2 separate regions of the Sus scrofa genome follow, and region 2 is linked to region 1. A link is a contact called in public HiChIP or PLAC-seq data. All regions are on one chromosome and are shown on one strand. The core of a region is the stretch at or near the end of the contact, and the rest is flanking DNA. Distances in the headings are between cores, read along the strand shown.

Evidence for each region. HiChIP or PLAC-seq counts read pairs in DNA pulled down with a chosen protein or histone mark.
Region 2: a contact with region 1 is called in an H3K27ac HiChIP or PLAC-seq map of skeletal muscle, with 14 times the contacts expected there. The contact joins the promoter of UBE2G1 here to the enhancer-like site in region 1. A contact is called at or near these places in 2 of 5 promoter capture datasets (fetal skeletal muscle and liver), 30 of 47 Hi-C or Micro-C datasets (adipose tissue, alveolar macrophages, blood and 15 more) and 2 of 2 datasets of contacts at active chromatin or transcription factors (alveolar macrophages and skeletal muscle).

Annotation. Positions count from the first base shown.
Region 1 is chr12:50,219,390-50,222,683 of Sscrofa11.1, reverse strand. All of the region lies in intron 3 of ANKFY1 (rabankyrin-5), which reads left to right. Among named protein-coding and RNA genes, the nearest start is that of ANKFY1, 31 kb to the left of the region's middle. Within about 2 kb of position 1,718, at least 16 of the 83 cell types and tissues checked have an H3K27ac peak or open chromatin away from gene starts, as enhancers often do. A contact at or near this core is called in alveolar macrophages, embryonic fibroblasts, fetal skeletal muscle and 3 more, where this site is marked.
Region 2 is chr12:50,367,007-50,370,300 of Sscrofa11.1, reverse strand. It overlaps UBE2G1 (ubiquitin-conjugating enzyme E2 G1), which reads left to right and starts at 1,680. Exons shown (of 6, transcript XR_002337327.1): 1 at 1,680-1,812.

The sequences.
Region 1 (3,294 bases), core at 469-2,968:
CTGTGTGGGCATGGGTGCGATTGCCCTAAATCTGGGGTTGCAGCAGCTGAAACTGCCTCCGGAGCCTGCATGTTATGCGATAGCTGGAAACACTACCGCTCGTGGCCGGCCAGGCGTTGAGGGAGAATAGAAATAGGTGCTTGTAAACAAGTGTATAAATAGCATGTGTAAAAAGCTATGTTTTAAGTGGTTGAACCTTTTCCACACTAATGGGCTTGGGGATAAAGCCATTTTGTGAATTTATTTGGTGTTTTGTTTCTTCAGAATTACTCCATTAGTATCACAGATGCTGAGTGCCAGACACTTTTCAGGTACTAGGGGGATAGTAGTGAACAAAACTAAATTCCTAGGAGAGATTGACAGCCTAAGCTTCACACTTTCTTTTGAAGATCTTGTGTAATTGACATTGCTTAAAATTCAAAACAAGCAAATCTTTAATTCTGTTAATTATGAGAATTTTAGCACGTCAGTGATGGTATTATATAGCAAGTGTTTAAAGTGTATTTGAACATGGAAATTTTCTTAAATCATACCTTGTTCAAAAAGGTAAAATGTTTTGGAGTTCCTGTTGTGGCTCAGTGGTAACGAAACCCAGCTGGTATCTATGAGGACTTGGGTTCCATCCCTGGCCCTGCTCCCTGGGTTAAGGATCTGGTGTTGCTGTGGCTGTGGCATAGGCCAGCAGCTGCAGCTCCGATTCTACCCCTAGTTTGGGAACCTAACTAGGGGTAGTATGCTACAGGTGCAGCCCTATTAAAAAAAAAAAATGTTTTGTGCCTGATGCAATGACAAAAACACAGTCACTTCTCTAGGATTCTTGCCGTAAATGCATAACCTTAGTCTAATTATAAGAAAGCATCAGTCTAACCCAAATTGAGGAACATTCCACAGATTAAGTGAGCCACAATGGAGCTCCTAATCACCTGGTTTTAATAATCGTACTATGATTGTGCTAATATTAGGGGAAGGTGGGTAAAGGATGTATGGGAACTCTTGTCTGCACCTGCTCTGTAAATCTTAAATTGTTTCAAGAAAGATAAAAAGATATAAATTTGGAGTTCCTGTTGTGACTTGGTGGAAATGAATCTGACTAGCATCCATGAGTACACAGGTCGATCCCGGGCCTTGCTCAGTGGGTTAAGGATCCGGTGTTGCCATGAGCTGTGGTGTAGGTCGCAGACAGGGCTCGGATCCCGTGTTGCTGTGACTCTGGCGTAGGCTGGCAGCTACAGCTCCAATTGGACTGTGGGTGTGGCCCTAAAAAAAGACCAAAGAGAGGGGGAAAAATATAAATTTGCTTTTTATTGATTATTTTACATATAAAGATATGTTTATAAAGATGCTGACTGTTCACTCGGGAAGAGAAGACTGTAACCGTTAGCTCAACACAGTATAACAAATCATGAGCTTTGGAGGAAAGCAGATATTTCAGTCTCAGTGAAGTAAAGCAGTTTGCTTCAGGCTCAGTGATTGGTTTATAGCCTCTGTAGCACTTGAGCCTAGCAGCTGACCCTGTGCGAGGTTCCAGGGCGGTAGAAGGCTGTTTTGAAGCTAGAGTTTCTTGCATGCTTTCTCCAGCAAAGGTCTTATGGTTCTCTGGCATAAGAGTTTATGGTGAGTCATTCAGCTTTCCTGGAATGTGTTCTGGGTCCTGTCGAGCCGTTCCGAGGAACGGGCAGCATCCTGCTTTGCTCTTTGCCGTCCAGGTGGGGAAACTGCTCATGAACGCACAGACCTGGGAGGTGGCACTGTGCAGTTGAAGGGGCAGGTGCTCAGACTGCGGGCTCAGGCACCCTAAGGTGCTACCGCAAACCCTCAAGGCCAGTGATGTTTTACATTTTCAAGAGAAACAAGGCGATATCTGTTGGATACCATGGGAACTACTAGCTCAAGATTGTTCATTTTCAGTATTTTGATGATATCCTTGGTAGTTTTAAATGTGTCCCTAAATTATTTGCTATTCTTCCCTTCAAAAGGTGGGGAATTCTTCTCTGGAGTGTAGGCGGACTGAGCTGGTGGTAGAAGTGATACTTCAGAGAGGTTCTTTCTTAGGCGTGTGCCTTCTTCCTGGCTGTGTTTCGGATTGCTCGCTTTGGAAGAAGTTGGCTGCTGTGTCATGAGGACTCTCAAACAGCCTTTGCGGCCTCTTGCTAACAGCTGAGACCCTCTCCCAGAGATTCTCTTAGAGCTTCACGGAATCTATTTTATCTGTGGTCATGTCTCCTTACTCGATCCTAACATGACTTTTGTGTTTTTCTCTAATCTTTGGTTATTCTTGAATTGTCTGTGTGTTGGTTAAAATAGTCTGCCTTGGAGTTCCCATCGTGGCTCAGTGGTTACCGAATCCGACTAGGAACCATTAGGTTGCGGGTTCGGTCTCTGCCCTTGCTCAGTGGGTTAAGGATCCAGTATTGCTGTGAGCTGTGGTGTAGGTCGCAGATGTGGCTTGGATCTGGTGTTGCTGTGGCTGTGGTGTAGGCTGGCAGCTGTAGCTCCAATTTGACCCCTAGCCTGGGAACCTCCATATGCCGAGGGAACAGCCCTAGAAAAGGCAAAAAAACAAACTAAAAATAAAAATAAAAAATAAAATAGTCTGCCTTAATAATAATCGTAGGAATTCTCATTGTGGCTCAGTGGTAAGGAACCTGACTAGTATCCATGAGGTTGTGGGTTTCATCCCTGCCCTTGCTAAGTGGGTTAAGGATCTGGCATTGCTGTGAGTTGTGGTGTAGGCTGGCAGCTGCAGCTCCAGTTCAGCCCTTAGCCTGGAAACTTCAGTATGTCGTGGGTGCAGCCCTAGAAAAAACAAAGAAAAAGGAAAAAAAATAATCATAGCAAATTTTTATATAGCAATTACTATTTGGTGCAGCAGGTATTAATGCATATATCTTTACAATAATACTTTGAGGAGTATTATCTTTAATGCTTTTAGAATAATACTCTTATAGATGAGGAAATTGTGAAGCAATATTAAATAACTCCCTCAAGGTCACACAATAGTAATGGTCCAAGCTGGGGTTTGACCCCAGTTATTTGAGCTGCAGAATCCATGTCATTAACCACAAGGCTGTGCTGCCTCTCACTTTTGGTTTCTTTTTCTTCTGACTTTATTGAGATATAAAGGAAGTGAAATAAATTGCCCACAGTAAAAGTGTACAGTTTGATTAGTTTTGACGTAACTGTGAAGCCATCACCACGTGGAATAACGAACATTTTCTTTATTTTGTTTTTGCTTTTTAGGGCTGCGCCTACGGCATATGGAGGTTCCCAGGCTAGGGGTCGAATTGGAGCTGT
Region 2 (3,294 bases), core at 431-2,930, 150 kb before region 1:
ATGTGGAAGTTCCTATGCTAGGGGTCCAATCAGAGCTGCAACTGGGGCCTGAGCCACAACCACAGCCACAGCAACGCAGGATCCAAGCCTCATCTGCAACTTACACTACACTTCACAGCAATGCCGGATTCTTAACCCACTGAGTGAGGACAAAGATCAAACCTGCATCCTCATTCAGCCACACTGGGAACTCCTTATCCAGATTTTTTTTTTTTTTTTTTTTTTTTTTTTTTTTTGCTTTTAGGGCCGCTCTCATAGCATATGGAGGGTCCCAGGCTAGGCGTCTAATCGGAGCTGTAGCTGCCAGCCTACACCACAGCTACAGCAACATCAGATCCAAGCAGTGTCTGCAACCTACACCACAACTCACAACAATGCTGGATTCTTTTTTTTTTTTTTTTTCTGTCTTTTTGCCTTTTCAAGGGCCGCTCCTGTGGCACATGGAGGTTCTCAGGCTAGGGGTTGAATCGGAGCTGTAGCCATCGGCCTACACCACAGCCACAGCAACTCGGGATCCAAGCCCCAGCTCATGGCAACGCCGGATCCTTAACCCACTGAGCAAGGCCAGGGATCGAACCCGCAACCTCATGGTTCCTAGTCGGATTCGTTAACCACTGCACCATGACGGGAACTCCCAATGCTGGATTCTTAACCCACTGAGCAAGGCCAGGGATGGAACCCACAACCTCATGGTTTCTAGTCAGATTCATTTCCACTGTGCCACAACTGGAACTTCTTTTCCAGATTTTTTAAAATCCAGTTTGATGATCGTTATATAGTAATTTTTTCATATCAAAAATTTTTTTTCTACCCAGTTCTTTCCACTGGATTTTTTTCATTTTTTTTTTTTTTTTTTTGTCTTTTTGCTATTTCTTGGGCCGCTCCCGCGGCATATGGAGGTTCCCAGGCTAGGGGTCCAATCGGAGCTGTAGCCACCAGCCTACGCCAGAGCCACAGCAACGCATGATCCGAACCGCGTCTGCAACCTACACCACAGCTCACGGCAACGCCGGACCGTTAACCCACTGAGCAAGGGCAGGGATCGAACCCGCAACCTCATGGTTCCTAGTCGGATTCGTTAACCACTGCGCCACGACGGGAACTCCTGGATTTTTTTTCAAAGCATTTCCCTTTGCAGGATAAAACGTACTCTTGGGGAGTTCCCATCGTGGCTCAGCAGTTAGCCGACCGATTAGCATCCATGAGGACACGGGTTTGATCCCTGGCCTCGCTCAGTGGGTTAAGGATCCTGCATTGCCATGGCTGTGGTGTAGGCCAGCAGCTGCAGCTCTGATTTGACCCCTAACCTGGGAACCTCCATATGCACTGGGTACGGCCCTAAAAAAACAAAAAGACAAAAAAAAAAAGGTAAACTTGGGGTCACATCAGCATGTCCTCCTCCCCACTTCGAATCAGCTTAACGAGACTACACTTTGGACACAGCAGCTTAAAGGAGAAAAAGAAAGTCATCAGAACAGATTATCCATATTCACATCCATCTTTCCATCGTCCTTCCTGCCTGCCGCCCTCTCTATCTCTGTCCTCTCTCCTCCATTCCTTCTTTCCAGCTACGTAGAAAGATACCCGAAGGTCCTTGACACGCCCTAAGAGCCCCAGGTGGCCTGAAGCGGCCCCTCCCACCTCTAACCCCACCCCCACTCCAACCCCTCCCCCACCAGCAGCACGTGGCACGAAAAAAAAGAAGACTCAAAACTCAAGTATTGAGCAGTCTCTGCTAACTGCAGGTGAGAACTTACAGTAAAGGATCCGAGAGGATCCTGTGACTCAAGAGGAAAACAAGGTTTAACTTAGGTAAGTCTCATTTTGACCACATTTCCCCCCAACTCTCCCTTCCACCCCCATTCTCTCCCCTATGCAGAGGTTACAAGCCCCTCCCCGCCAGCCTTCCCTGACCCACCTTGTCCTTCCTTGGAAGTCACCTTGGGGCTGGCTGGGCACAGGCAGGGGCCCCGGCCCACCTGGAAGTGTCAGGAAATGATGCCCCCACTAGTTCACACCCACCGGAGCGGCGCCGCTACCCGGGCTCTAAGCCCTGCCCAGATCTGCCTCCCGAGCCGTAGGCGGGCGGGGAGCGGGGGTGGGGTGGGGGTCTAGGTCCCTAACGCCGGAATTCCTGGAAGTCAGCCGAGAGAAAGACCCCCTCTGCCCTCTCTTCCCGTCCCCTCCCCCCGCCACACCCGGATTGAGCGCAGGAAAAGTCCCCGGGCCTGCCCAGGGGTCCTGCAGGCATTTTCTCTTCCATCTGCTTTCTTTATTATTCTAATCGACTGCCGGGGACACCCTTTGTCAACTGCCGAGAGCTATGCAAATGACCTGGGTTGGTTTTGTTATTACTAAGAGGCGCTTGGTTTCAAAATCACTTGGAATATTCTAGCACCAAATCCTGTCGGTTCCGCGCCTGGGGGCCTCCGCGGCGCCGGCCTTTTTTCCTCCAGTGAGAATTGCCGGGTGGAAGCCCACCCTTAGGCCTTGCCCCTTGGAGTGGGGGTGGTTTGCCAGACCGAGTAGGGAGGGCAGAGAGCTTGAACTTGGGAGTCCGCAGGGCCAGGGCTGCGATTCTTCCTCTGCGCCTGATTTACTGTCTGATCTTAGGCAGGTCATTTCACTTCTTTGAGCCTTAGTTTTCTCACCCTAAGGGGACTGAACGCCCTCTTCAGAGTTTTGTCCTGTGATTCGTCTGCTTAGTGAATGGAGGTAAAGCCCCCCCTCCCAGCTCTAAAGGATCAGAGCCTGGAGTTCCCTTGTGGCTCCGTGGGTTAGGATACTGGCTTTGTCACTGCAGCAGGTTGACAGATGACTACTGTGGTTTGGGTTCCAGCCCTGACCTAGGAACTTACCCTCGCCCCTAGCAAGGCCAAAACGTTAACTAAATAAATAGAGGAGCAGGGCCCGTGAGACATCAGGCAGTGGTGTCTCCACCTGCTGAGGGAAAACTGACAGTGTTGCCAGATTTAGCCAATTTTTTTAAAAGATGCCTAGTTAAAGTAGAATTTCAAATAAGACCTTTTTTTTTTTAAAGTATATAAGTAGGTCCCATGCAATATTTGGGATATACTTGTACTGAAAAATTATTCATTATCTGAAATTCAAATTTATCAGCAAACTCTTTTAGAGAGACTAAGGTACTGATAATGAGTTCTTTGCTGCTACATGAGAGTTTTCATTTGAGACTGAGAACTCTGGGAGAGAGAGGGTGAGAATCACTGGAAGAAACATGGCCTGAAGTGGAAGGATCTAGAACACAGAGGCCTGGAAAGGGCAGGGGCCTCCAGG